Regions from separate parts of the Mus musculus genome. Here region 2 is linked to region 1. A link is a contact called in public HiChIP or PLAC-seq data. All regions are on one chromosome and are shown on one strand. The core of a region is the stretch at or near the end of the contact, and the rest is flanking DNA. Distances in the headings are between cores, read along the strand shown.

Region 1 (6,143 bases), core at 1,469-3,968:
AGCCTGCCTGGCCTGAATTGGCTTGTTTCCTCTAGGGAGTTTCCCACTTCCTCTCCGTGGGGGTTTGGCGCTCTGAAAGGCCCAGGAGAAAGAGCTGTTGTTACCATGTTCACGAGTCTGGGGACCCAGAGCTAGGCAGAGAGGTAGGGAATCTGTGAGGTCGGTCACGGGTGGGGCTGGCTGGAGCCTGACCCCACCCCTAGCCTCAGTACTGCTGCTGCTCATTTTGTGGCTTCTTCACTAGCTTTTAAGGGCTAACAAGCCTGCCCGCTTGCTCCTCCTCCGTCCCAGACCTGCATCTGGGCATCTTCCACGCCCTCCTGGCTGGAGCAGCGGCCTCTCGACAGGTCAACAGTTGTGGCTATCACCTGCTGTGGTCTGGGCTGGGTACTGCACTGGGCAAAACGTCATGGACAGGTTCCCAGTCTCTAGACTCTCAAAGCGTCTCTCTTCCATGGATTTAGCAAATGGCTTTTGTACTGGTTTAGGAGGTCCGGGTAAGCTTCCAGGGGTCCCCATTCTACAAATGGGAAATCAGATGTCTACACTCCAATCAGTCCCCATGACCAATGCAGGATCAAGATGGAGTCTGACAGGTGTCACTCTTTGGGAATATGTGACCTTGAGAAAAGCATCTAATTTCAGTTGCCCGTCTATAGGGTGGACACCACTGTGTTTGCATCACAGGGGCTACAGCAAAGCAGGGAAGGGCTCCAGTTTGCACCCCCTAACTAGAGCACACAGTCTGGCTTAGAACAGCAAATGCTCAGAGCATGGGAGATGGGGCTGTGGTATGCACACTGTAAAGTGCACGACACCCCTCCACGGCCCTGTCTTCAGGGCGCTGGACATTCCTCCATCCCCAACAGCCCTGACTGCTGGACCCCCGGGAAGGGGCTCATCTATATGGTTTCTTGCCTGTATCTGCAGCTCTGGGGTCACATGATCCAGAGACAGCTGCTCCTCTCTGCTGACAAGACAGACAGAGCTACTTCCACTGTGGCACGTCTACATCTCACCACTACATGGTTCTCACTCAGGCCCCCTTCCTCCCGCCACCCCACCCCCACCCCGGGGTGGGTTCACAGTGGCTTCCCAGGACGTGTAAGTGGTGGCATCAACCCTCCAGTCTGTCCATACTACACTGAGGTTTGGTAAAGGCAAGTGACTTGCCCAAGGTTTTCCAGCAGCACCTGGCTTAGACCCAGCTGTCACCCCACAGAATGCTTGTTCCTCTCTGGAAGGAGGGGCCGCCGCCGCCTCCCTCTCCCTCACGCCTGTCATTTCCTTAGCCATGAAGGTCATTGCAAGAAAGCAAGACTTTCTAGAAAGATGAGAGCTTGCACCTAGCGGGTGAGGGGTCAAGGTTAGCACTGGTGCATCCTCTCTGGTCCTGGCAGTCCCCTTCCCAGAGTGCACCTGAGCTTAGAATGAGCTGCTCTTTCTAAGAACCAGAAATGCCACTTCTGTCTTCCCTAGCTCCAAAGGAGCCTAGGGAGGTGGTGCGGAGGGGGGTCACGACCCTGCTTGCCCCCTCTAAGTCCAAGACCCTTTGTCTCTAAGGCTCTCCTCCACTCTGCCACCTGGCCTTCCCAGAGCCTTGTGGGATCAGAGGCCAGAGGAGGATTAGGTTCTGCAATGGCTCACCACCCCCCTCCTCGCCATCCTGCCTCCTGGACTTAGTCATCTCTGCCCTCTGCCGCCTTTTCTCTCCATCACAACCCTTCTGCCAGGCCAGGGGAGGAGGACGCTGACAAGCAGCCCCTTCCCAAGGGGTGCAGCGAAGGCAGGCTGCTCCGTAGAGGCTCACAGGCCGCTTCTCCTCCCGCTGCCATCCCCCCCCTTCCTTTCCTCGCACCGCAGCCCGCGCCTCCCCCTCTGCCTCTCTGCGCACGGATGGCGGCGGGAGCCGCAGAGGTGTGTGTGTGTGTGTGTGTGTGTGTGTGTGTGTGTGTGTGTGTGTGTGTGTGCGCGCGCGCGCGCGCGCGCCTGTGCGTGTGCGGGGTGGGGGGGTTGTGCCTGGTCTCCGATGCCTATGGGGCTGTGTCCTTTTCTAGGGACTGGGGGAGGGGGCTGTCCCCTGTCACGACCAGGAATTCCCATGGGGTCAGAGCGGGTTCCAAGGAGCCCAGGAAGGGGATATTGCCCTCTGGGTGCTCTCAGCTCCCAGTGAGGCGCTGAGTAATGTGGGCCCCCTCGGTGAGGGTATTGGCGATCAAGGACAGCTCTCTGCCGAGGTCGCTCTACAGACGATGGGGTGAACGAGGGGGCGTGAGTGGGGGGACTCCACTGATATCCGCGGGCTGGCGGGGGCGCTGCGGACCCCAGGACTCAAGCGGGGGGCGGGGGCGCTCGGTCCGCTAGAGCAGCGCCCAGACCGTCGGATCCCGGGGTGGGGACCCGGGGCACCGTGATGCGGGTGTCCGCGCCGCTCCTACCTGCCCACGAAATTCTCCAGCACCGAGCTCTTGCCGGCGCTCTGGCCGCCTACCACGGCGATCTGCGGCAGGTCGAGGTCCGCGTTCTGGCCGATGGCGGAGAAGGCGTCCTGTAACCGGTTAACCAGCGGGATGAGGTCTTCCATGCCGCGGTTGCCCATGGTTGCGGCGGGCCCGGCGGGCTGCGATCCGGCCGCCGCTCCTGCTCTGGCTCTTGGCCCCCGGCTTCGCGGCTGCAGCCGAATATCCCGACTGCGTGCGCCGCGGGTCCCCCGCCCCTCGGGGATCCGAGCGGAGCGCTTCTCCAGGCCGCCGCTAGATGGCGCGCGGGGATTCGCGGACTGGTCACTATGCGCAGACGCAACGCGGGGCGCCATGGGTGTTGTCGTTTTCTTCTTCTGCGGCTTTCGGGAGACTTACCTGTGTTTCTGGGATACGGATGCTGCACCGAAGATAATACTTTTGGTGATGGCTAGGGGTGCTAACTCTAGAAATGGGCTAGTATGTGGTGGTCATGATTACTTCATTTCAGCAGTTATTCCCAGTGGAGAAACTGAGGCCTTAGAGGGAAGATCTGGCACCCACAGGCTGCTGCAGTCAGCTGACCAAAGTCAACCCTAGTCCACTTAGCCTTTCTAGTCTAGGTTCTGACACTAATCAAAAATCTGCAGCATATTCCTTCCTATCCTGGGGCCTCAGTGTTTCTGGTTCTAGGAGGAAGAAAGAAAAACCATTGATTCAACAAATTACCAGGAGCCCATGATAAGCTAGACCCCTTCCTAAGTTTACAGACACAAAACTCGGCAGAACAGCTAGGGACTTTACACTCAGAGATCTTACAGGTGGTGGGATAGACGGGACACAGAAGAGCGTTTGTACTAGAAGAAACAGAGAAAACCAACAGGGCTTGGAAAGTCACATTAGCCAGAAGGGGGCAAAGGTTTTCCAAAGAAATTACCTTTGAAAGGGAACCTAACTGATAAGAAGGGGCCCGACACCCTGATGGAGTGGACAGGAAGTGCAAAGGCCCCAATACCTAGGAAGTGCTGCCGAGGAGAGGCAAAAGTTCTTGTCTTGAACTCTAAGGCTCCAAGAGGATGAGCGCCAGGCCCAGAGTGGCAAATAGTGCTATTCAAACCAGGGGTTCTTGCAGCCATACTTGCCTGTCCTTTTCACACAGACAGATAGTTGGATCTAGGTTCGGCTACTCACTTTTGCATCAAGAAGGACCTAGTTAGGACTCCTGACAAAGAAGCCAAGAAAGAGAGGGTTATCGGGTCACTTCTATGTTCTGAGACTAGGGAAGTGCCCTAGGCATTAGAGACTATCCATTTTTTTCACCCACTGAATGTGTGGTTGCTGAGCAGGCTAGCTCCCGCTAGACCCCAGAGACAAGGCAGTGACAAGCCACCTACAAGTGGCTCAAAGTCAAGTGGAAAAGGGAGGGGTCATATGCCAATAAATATGACTCTTTCCGGGGGTGATGAGTGGAGAGCAGGGCTGGGGCAGGGCTTGTGTTGTTAACTCATACAGGATAATAATGCTGGAACAGAGACTAGAAGTGTGTGGACCATGAGCCCAGTGAGAAGGGATTTCCAGTTAGGGGAGAACCACCCAGACCTTACCTCTGGGTCATTTCTGGGTCATAGCTATCTAATCTGTAGAGTTGGCACAATGACAAAATAGAATGTCTGTGTGAGGCCCAGCCCAGACCTGGTGTGCATTGACCCTCATTAACAACCATGCCAACCACATCAGAAATCCAGGAGCTGAAACACCAGCCCCAATACCCCTCATCCAGAGCCGCTATTCTCAGCCAGCCTAGAGAGGACAGGGATGTGAGCCAAGGTGACCAGCACCATCAAGTTAGGCTGGGCATACAGTTTGAAGATGTCTGTCTGGACCATTGCAACTGAGCTTTTGTTATTCTTCTTTATCCTTCTGAGGGGAAAGTGTGACTCTAGTGCTCCACTGCTACAAATAGTGCAGTTGAGTTTCCCCACATTTGGGGACCTCACAGGGTCAGCACACCTTGGGAAAACCACTTTCTAGATCATGACGTCTCTCCTGCCAGCTAAGTATTATGATTTCACCCCTTAAACACAGTGGTAAAACTTACTGTTAAAACCACACTCTCGGGCTGGTGAGATGGCTCAGTGGTTAAGAGCACTGACTGCTCTTCCAAAGGTCATGAGTTCAAATCCCAGCAACCACATGGTGGCTCACAACCATCCGTAAGGAGATCTGACTCTCTCTTCTGGAGTGTCTGAAGTCAGCTACAGTGTACTTACATATAATTAAAAAAAGAAAGAAAGGGGGCTGGTGAGATGGCTCAGTGGGTAAGAGCACCCGACTGCTCTTCCGAAGGTCCGGAGTTCAAATCCCAGCAACCACATGGTGGCTCACAACCATCCGTAATGAGATCTGGCGCCCTCTTCTGGAGTGTCTGAAGACAGCTACAGTGTACTTACATATAATAAATAAATAAATCTAAAAAAAAAAATAAAAAAAAAAAAAAGAAAGAAAGAAAGAAAGAAAGAAAGAAAGAAAGAAAGAAAGAAAGAAAGAGAGAAAGAAAGAAAGAACACTCTCACTGAGCGTGGTGGTGCACACCTTTAATCCCAGCACTCGGGAGGCAGAGGCAAGTGGATTTCTGAGTTCAAAGCCAGCCTGGTCTTCAAAGTGAGTTCCAGGACAGCCAGAGCTATACAGAGAAACCCTGTCTCCAAAAAAAAAAAAACCACACTCTCCAGAAGTATTTGAAAGCCTCAGGGCTATCTTCCCATCTTTGGGTCAGTGTTAGAGCTGAGAGTTCATTCTGTAGCCTACCTTTTATCTTTACAAAATGAGATTGTGCTAGCTGCCCTGTGATACTTAATCCTGGAGCCACTGGGACATGGTGGGAAGTTGGTCAGAAATCCGGGCCTCACCCAGGACATTGTGTGTCACAACTTGAGTGTAACAGGGACCAAGTTCTCTAGATATTGCTGGGCACACTGAAGTTGGGGTGTGGAAGAGGGTGATGCTGTGGGCAGAGGATATTGCACACAGGTGTCAATTGATAAGCAAACGCACCTGACATACCCTTTGACCCCCTATTCGAGAAATAGTTTTGTCAAGGCTGAAAGAGGGCTTCTACAGAGAGAGTCCAAGTGCAGAGATGCTGAGTGTTCTGAGGGCCAATACATCCTTCAAATGAGAGCTCCCAAAGTGGCTTTGGCCCTCTGCTTTGAACCCTGGGAAGGGTGGATGCTACGCTGAGCTCCAGACGTTTGGCCACCACGGAGCCCAGTTATTAATAGGAGCATAGCCTAAGCCGTTCCTCCCAGCCAGTGACTGCCCTGGGCGCTTCCTCTGGCTCCATCTCAGAACTTAATAGCTTGCTATGACAGGTGAGGAGAATGAGGCACAGAGCGGCTGCCGAGTAATGTGTCCAAGGTCACAAAGCCAAGAAGTGACAGAGTCAAGCTGCCAGTGGAGGCTGGTGTGACTACTGACAGCATCGTCTGTACTGAGAGTCTATGTATTTTCGTGTGTTGGTGTGTGAGTGTGTGCACGTGTGCATGGATGTGTGGGCAGAGGGTGAAAGAGAAAGTCGATGGTGTCCTTGGCTGCCATCTACCTTGGTTTTTGATATGGGGTCCCTCATTGGCCTGGGGCTCCTCTTGTAGGTACAGCAACTGACCACCTGCCCTGGGGTCTTGC
Region 2 (6,658 bases), core at 1,762-4,261, 520 kb after region 1:
GATCCATTCCTACCCTCTGTGGATCCAGGAGCTCACTTGCTTTTTTTGTTTTTGAGTCTGGGTCTCTGGGTATGTCTGTATGTCTCTCTGGCTGTGCTGGAAGTCACCCTATACACCAGACTGGCCTCAGACTCCTAGAGATCCACCTACCTCTAACTCCTGAGTGCTGGGATTAAAAATGTGCACTACCACCGCCCAGCTTCCTTATTTATTTATTTATTTATTTATTTATTTATACAGTCAATGTTTCTGAGTGTATCCAATCTACAATTGTTAGGGACAGATTTCAAGACCAGAGGTGACATGCAGGTACAGCACCCTACAGTTTACAGAACCTTTTCATTTTTATTTTTGCTGGCTTTTCTTTTCTTTTCTCTTCTCTCTTTTCTTTTTTTTTTTGGTTTTTCGAGACAGGGTTTCTCTGTATAGCCCTGGCAGTCCTGGAACTCACTCTGCAGATCAGGCTGGCCTCGAACTCAGAGATCCACCTGCCTCTGCCTCTGCCTCTTGAGTGCTGAGATTAGAGGCATGCACCACCACCACCACCACCAGGTAGAATTTTCCCACTTTTGAGGTCATGGGAGCTCGGGGTAGTTGAATGGCAGACAACAGAGTTTTAAGCCAAGAGGAAAGGGTCCTTGTGCCAGGGACCTGACATGTGTTCTGGGAAGTTTATGTGCCCCAGGCTCTGGGCCTGGGTGTACCATGAAGGCTAGGGACAGGCTACCAGTCACTGTCCTCCACCTGGCCCAGGCCTCTAGCTTGGCTGAGGAGCCGGTCAGGTCGTGGTGGGGCCCAGCTGGCTCTTGCTGTCCTTTCCCCAGGCAGCACAGACCTTTCTAGGTTCTGTAGTTGAGGCTGAGGGAAAGGAGAAAAATGAGCTTATTAGCATCACTTGCTTCAGGCAGCCCAGAGAAGTGACATTCAGGGTCAACTGTGATGGCCCTGGGTCCCTACTGTGAGACTTGGACAAAAGTCGCTTTCCTTCTCTGGCCCACCTCTGCACAAGGAAACTGAAAATCTCTGCCAGCCTGCCTCCAATTCCTCCTGGTGACTCTGAACACATCCTGTTTTTCTCAGGCTTGCCCTTTGCCTGTGTGGGCCCCGCTCCCTGAGTGGCCTTTCCTTGCTACATGCTGTCACAATTCTCGTTTTTCAACTTTCAGCTCTGGTACTGTGCTTAAATCACTGTCCTCATAACACAATGTTCTGTTCCCTCCCTCAGACTTCAGGAGGGCAGGGACCAGAACAACATTTCTGTTTATTGAGAAAGTGACTGTCTATGGTAGGCACTCTCTCTCTTCCTAGCCTCCCCACAAAGTATCATTACTCTGACTTGACAGGTGAGGGGACTGAGCTCAACAAGGAATGCACTTGTCCAGGGTCATAGAGGATAGGTAGCTTGTGTGTGTGCATGTGTATGTGTGTGTGTGCACACAAACCTGTATATGTTTGTGTGCATGTTTTCTAGACAGGGTCTCTCTCTGTAGCCCTGGCTGTCCTAGAACTCCCTCTGTAGATCAGGCTGGCCTCGAACTCAAGAGCTCCACCTACCTCTGCCTCCTGAGTGCTGGGTTAAAGACGAGAGCACCACTAGTTGTCCAGTTTAGCCATTGAACTTTTGAAAGAGGGTCTTCCTATGTGTCTTAGACTGGCCTCAAACTTGCTTTGCAGCTTGTTTAGGCTGACCTCAACATCTTATCATTTATTTGTTTATATGTACATGTGTTTTCCTGCATGAATTTATTCACCCCAGGTGAGTATAGTAGCTTGTAGAGGCAGAAGTAGTAGTCAGATACCCGGGAAATGTAGTTATAGGCATTTGTGAACTGCCTGATGTGGGTGCCAGGAAAGGACCGGAGTGCTCTTGCAAGAGTAGTAAGAGCTCTTACCGCTAAGCTAAGCCGTCTCGCCAGCCCCACAGCCTCAGATCTGTCCTCCCTACTGCATGCACCCCTACACTTAAGCACAGCATCTTGCAGGAGGCTTAGCAAATGAGTGTTCACCACAGTGGCTGACTGCTGATGGAAAGCATGACAGAGAGTCTGCATCACCTGGTGTGGTGGTGACAGGCCTACAAGACAGGTGCCTAGTTATAGGTAACTGTTACAATCCTGCTGCCAGGTGTCAGGGTTACAGGGAGAGCAGCTAATAACTGGTGGAGCGCATTATAGTGGTGAGCCAAGAGGTGTGAGGGAGCAGCAACACAGCCAGCCCTGGTCACACAGGCAGTGCAGACCAAGTCATCAAATTAGTCTCCTCTACCGGCTTGGGAGGTCCAGAAACCGAAACACCTTCTGTTAGTTACCTACCCATGCCCAGCCCTACTGTACAAGTACCCAGAGTCCGAGGTCCCGGCTTTTCATTTCAGACAGTCTAACAAAGTGCAAAAATAGCCTTCCTGCTTTGCTCTGTTCAGCAAGCCTCCTTCGAATGAAACGCCCACGAGCCGGGCCTGAGGAATGACCTCTTGATGATATCTTTGAGCTCTAACCATGTCCCCCCGCACCCCCCGCCCCATCTCTTCCCCTCCCTTGTCCCTCAGTCTTCCACCCCATACTTGTCCATTTTCCCTCCCCGTCTACCCCTATCTATTGTGCAAGACGGGTTGGCACACCTTCTAGGACAGGTCCGATCAAGGCTAGGGGACTTCCCCAGTGCAAGCAGCTGTGGGCGAGACTGGGGGAAGGGGGCAGGAGGAATGCTGAATTCCCACACGTCCGTCCCGGCGTCCCCTTGTAGTCCCTACATTGTCCTCGGCTTGAGGAGGGGAGAGGAGACGCTTAGGCTACAGCCCCAAGGGCTCTCCGTTTTCTGCGATACCCCCATCAGCCTTTTCTTCGCTGCTATCTGAATTTGAAGCACACCAAGCAGGTCCGTCCCGGGTCTCCTTTCTGGGGATCTTCTCTTTGTCTAAGTCTCCTCGCTGTCTGGAGGTCCCCTCCCGCCTTGGACTGGAGAGGAGGGCGTGGCTCCGACAGGGGCGTGGCCTGGCCTGGCCTGGCGGGGCGGGGCGGGGCGGGCGCCGGGGCTTGGGCGCGGGCTAGAGAGGCAGCAGCGGCCGGAGGGAGGGACGCGGTGGGGATCTCGGTGGGAGCGCAGAGAGAGCAGCCGAGGCGGCAGCGGGGCTGCGGGGCGACGGCGGCAGCGGGGCCTGCGGACTCCATGGCGCCAGCGGCGTCAGTCTGAGTAGCGGCGGGCGGATCCGGCCGCGTCTTCTCCTCGCCATGGGAGACGTACTGTCCACACACCTGGATGACGCACGGCGCCAGCACATCGCAGGTGAGCACCGCTCAGCGCCCGGCCGGCCTGGGGCTCCCCGGGCACCCCGGGCCACGCCTCCGATCTCATGGGGAGCGGTACTCGAGAGTCAAGGCCCAGGTCGGGACGAGAGCCGGCCAGACCCTTACTCTTCCTCCGAACTTGTTCTCTCTCGGTCTGGACGGCCCTTCCAGGCCCTTCTGTATGCTCCTTTCACCCTTTGAGGAGCCTGGGATCCCATTTCTCTACTGGATCCCACTGCTCCCCTTGGAGCCCAGCCTGGCCAGAACCATGCACTTACAGGCGTGGCGGAGGGGTCGCGCCCCCCATCTTTCCCAACAACGTTCCAAGCCTAACCTCTACTCTGGACTCTGCCCCACAGAGTCAGACCTTCCAGACTCCCCCCTCAGCTGCCTTGTTCCTCCTCGCCCTGGCCTCAGTCCGGGTACACGTGGCTGAAGCTTACAGGGGGATGGGCCCTTAGAGAGCCGGGGACCGAATGTGGAGAGTGGGGCTAAGGAGAGATGGGGTGCCCTTGAAGGGGCGGGTCCCTGTCTTTGGGCTTTACCTCAGCAGAGTGCTGGCACTACAGCCTAGGGGGTCTGTTTATGGCCAGAGCTGGTTCTCTCAGAGCCAGAGTTCAGTCTCTCAGTACCTCTCAGTACCTTCCTTCTGCCAGCCTTGCTCTCAGCCTGTCACTGCGCGGTGGACACTTCTCTAGAGGGAGTTGCTCCCAAGTCTGTGGAGTGCAGGATCCTGGGCTCATTGTAGGGAGTGGGAGATGGGGTGAGAATCTCAGGCTATCCCAAAACAAAGCTTGGCTGACCACAGGCAAGTCAGGCCTGGCGGTCCTGAATGTAATTTCAGCTTCTCTCCCAAGTGTGTGATCCTGAGCCAGTCTCTTTTGTTTTGGTTTTCCCAGCCAGGGTCTCACCATGTAGTTGTGGCTGTAGACCTGGCTGGCTTCGAATTCGTAGAGAGCCACTTGCCTCTGCCTTCCAAGTGCTGGGATTAAAGGCCTGGGGCACCACTGCCCTGCTTGAGCCAGTCACAATGTCCAAGAGCTTCGGTGTTGCCTTCCTAAGGGGCGGGTGTTGACTTCTTGGGATGGCTGCTGAGAGCTTAGTGAGCTTTGCTTAGTACAGGAGGCCCTGAGACCTGGCGTGCCAACCAGCTGGGTTTATCAGAGCACAGGAAGAGGAGACAGTTCCTTTGGTTTCATTTGTCTCCCTGTTCATTGAGTGTGGTGTCCCTACATTATCTTGATGTCCTGTTGGGTGCTTGGCTATATTTCCCCTTGATAGCAGGGACCCTAGAATAAGGCAGGTGTCCCCACTTCCAGGGCTTCACTGTGGCCGGGCACAAAGAAGGTGCCAAAGAAGGACTATCCAGTCACTTGGCCAGGCCTGGAGTTGGGGACAGGATGGGTGATATAGACCATTTCTCACCTCTGAACAGCTAGGGGTTAAGTCCTGGAAGGCCTCCTTGTAGGACAAGGCCTGGGCTCAGGAAGGGCAGGGCGGAGTCTTCCTGTCCCTTCCCTGTTGGTGGCAACCTCCTGGGGTTCTGTAACAGTCTCTCCATTCAGAGCCTCCTCTCAGGCTCTCAGCAAGCATGGGTGGGGTGTGCCCTACTTCAGTGGTTTTTTTTTTTTTTTTTTCTTTTCCCCACACCCAGATCTCCCACCTTCCCAAGTCTTAGGCTGAGAACCCACCCCTGACCTCCTGGCCAACTCCCTGAGTGGAGCCGAAGCCAGGGGACCGAAGCCAGGGGACGGTGGAGTGGCCCCTTCCGGAGAGGGCTGAGTTTGTTTTGTGGATACAGGCTGGGGAGAATAGGGTTGTGCCCACTCAACCTGCTTACCTTTCCTCCAAACACTTGAAAGTGCTATTAATAATCCCTCTTCAGATGCCCTAGATCCCAGGGCAGGCTCGCCAGGGAGGCTCCTGAGTGTAAGGGTGGGTGCTACAAGAAGGTAGTCCAACAGAGAGAGAGAGAGAGAGAGAGAAAGAGAGAGAGAGAGAGAGAGAACGAACTAATTTCCTTAAGAATTTGTTGGAGGGAAATGGGGTTGTGACTTTGCCACCTCCAGCCACCCATTCAGTCCCCTCACCCCACCCAGCAGGTACATGATTAAGATTCCAGAGCCCTCCCTCCCTGTGGAAGTGTCAGCTGTGAGAACACCCCTCCCACAGGGCCCTAAGCTCCCAGGCCTGTTAGGGTGCTAAGGCTTGGCTGGCCACCTTCCACCCTCCCTTAGCAGGTGAGCAGGTGAATACCAGCCTGCAAGTCCTGGCAAAGGTCAGGCGTGCTCTTACCCAGGGTGCAGGTTTGCTGCCCCGGCATCTTTCATCCTGAGATTTCAAAGCCTCTGGCAAGCAAGGACTTGTTCCAACCCAGTGCTGGAGATGCTGGTAGCAGGGTGGTTTCTGCACATTTAGTACGGAAGGGGCCTGAGAGCAATTGAGCCTGTGTCACCTAGGGGCTGCTTGTTTTCTCTAGATCTCAGTTTCCCTAGATCTGAACAGAATGGGGTGTGGCACCTGGTGGCTGAGGTGCCTTCTAGCTCCAAGGGTCTAACAATTCCTTACAAACTTTGACCGGAGCAAGGTGTTAGCTGGCTCACCTTGGGCCAGCATCTCTTTTTTAGATTTATTAATTTTATATGTGTGAATGTTTTGCTCCCATATATGTCTCTGCATGGAATGTGTTCCTGGTTAGAAGAGGGTGGGCATCAGATCCCCTGTGGCTGGAGTTATAGGTGGTGGTGAGCTGCCATGTGGGTCCTGGGAACCCACCCATGTCCTCGGCAGGAACAACTGCTCCTAACCCTGGAGTGCTCTCTCCAGCCTACCCCCCTTTTCTTTGTAAGTTCTCCACCACTGATCACATCTCACATCTTTTCTATATTACTTATTTTGGGATAGTTTTACTAAATTTCCCAGGTTGCCTTGAATTCAGTTTGTAGCCCAGGCAGGACTTGAATCTAAACTCTTTTTGTTTCTCTCTCGGACTCCTGACTAGCTGGGATTACAGGCCTGTGCCACCAAACCCTCCCGCCCCCACAATTTACTGAGGGCTGGATCTCAGTTTTCTTATCAGTGAGATGGGAGTCGCAATGGTAGGTAGGTACTGCTGGGAGGATCTAGTAGCTTAAAGCAGAGAAGATTCTGTCCAGCCTAGTACTTGAGCAGCAGTGCTCAGCAAACATCTGATTATTGTGATTGCTTGTGGGCTTCTGTAATTGGCTTCCCTAGTGTTGGAGTTCAAAGGGTTGGGGCAGTGGCTGGTTTGGGTTCTCCTGGGTTTGTCCTGACTCTGGAGACGGTGTGGCAAGTTCCCTGGGTGTGAGTGGGCATAAACCAGAGTTTTCAGAAGCTTTGATTCCTTCCTGGCT

What was found. HiChIP or PLAC-seq counts read pairs in DNA pulled down with a chosen protein or histone mark.
Region 2: an H3K4me3 HiChIP or PLAC-seq map of embryonic stem cells shows a contact between it and region 1, with 11 read pairs. The contact joins the promoter of Niban2 here to the promoter of Dnm1 in region 1. A contact is called at or near these places in 1 of 484 Hi-C or Micro-C datasets (embryonic stem cells) and 2 of 115 datasets of contacts at active chromatin or transcription factors (embryonic stem cells and pancreatic cancer cells).

What each region holds. Positions count from the first base shown.
Region 1 is chr2:32,350,611-32,356,753 of GRCm38.p6, forward strand. Dnm1 (dynamin 1) reads right to left here and starts at 2,719. Exons shown (of 23, transcript NM_001301737.1): 1 at 2,439-2,719. The coding sequence starts at 2,599. It overlaps Gm39787 (a long non-coding RNA gene), which reads left to right and starts at 5,149. Exons shown (of 2, transcript XR_866125.1): 1 at 5,149-6,143. It also overlaps the pseudogene Gm52590.
Region 2 is chr2:32,873,123-32,879,780 of GRCm38.p6, forward strand. Niban2 (niban apoptosis regulator 2) reads left to right here and starts at 3,012. Exons shown (of 14, transcript NM_146119.2): 1 at 3,012-3,282. The coding sequence starts at 3,228. It overlaps Gm13523 (a long non-coding RNA gene), which reads right to left. Exons shown (of 3, transcript XR_003954026.1): 2 at 5,125-5,226; 3 at 313-858.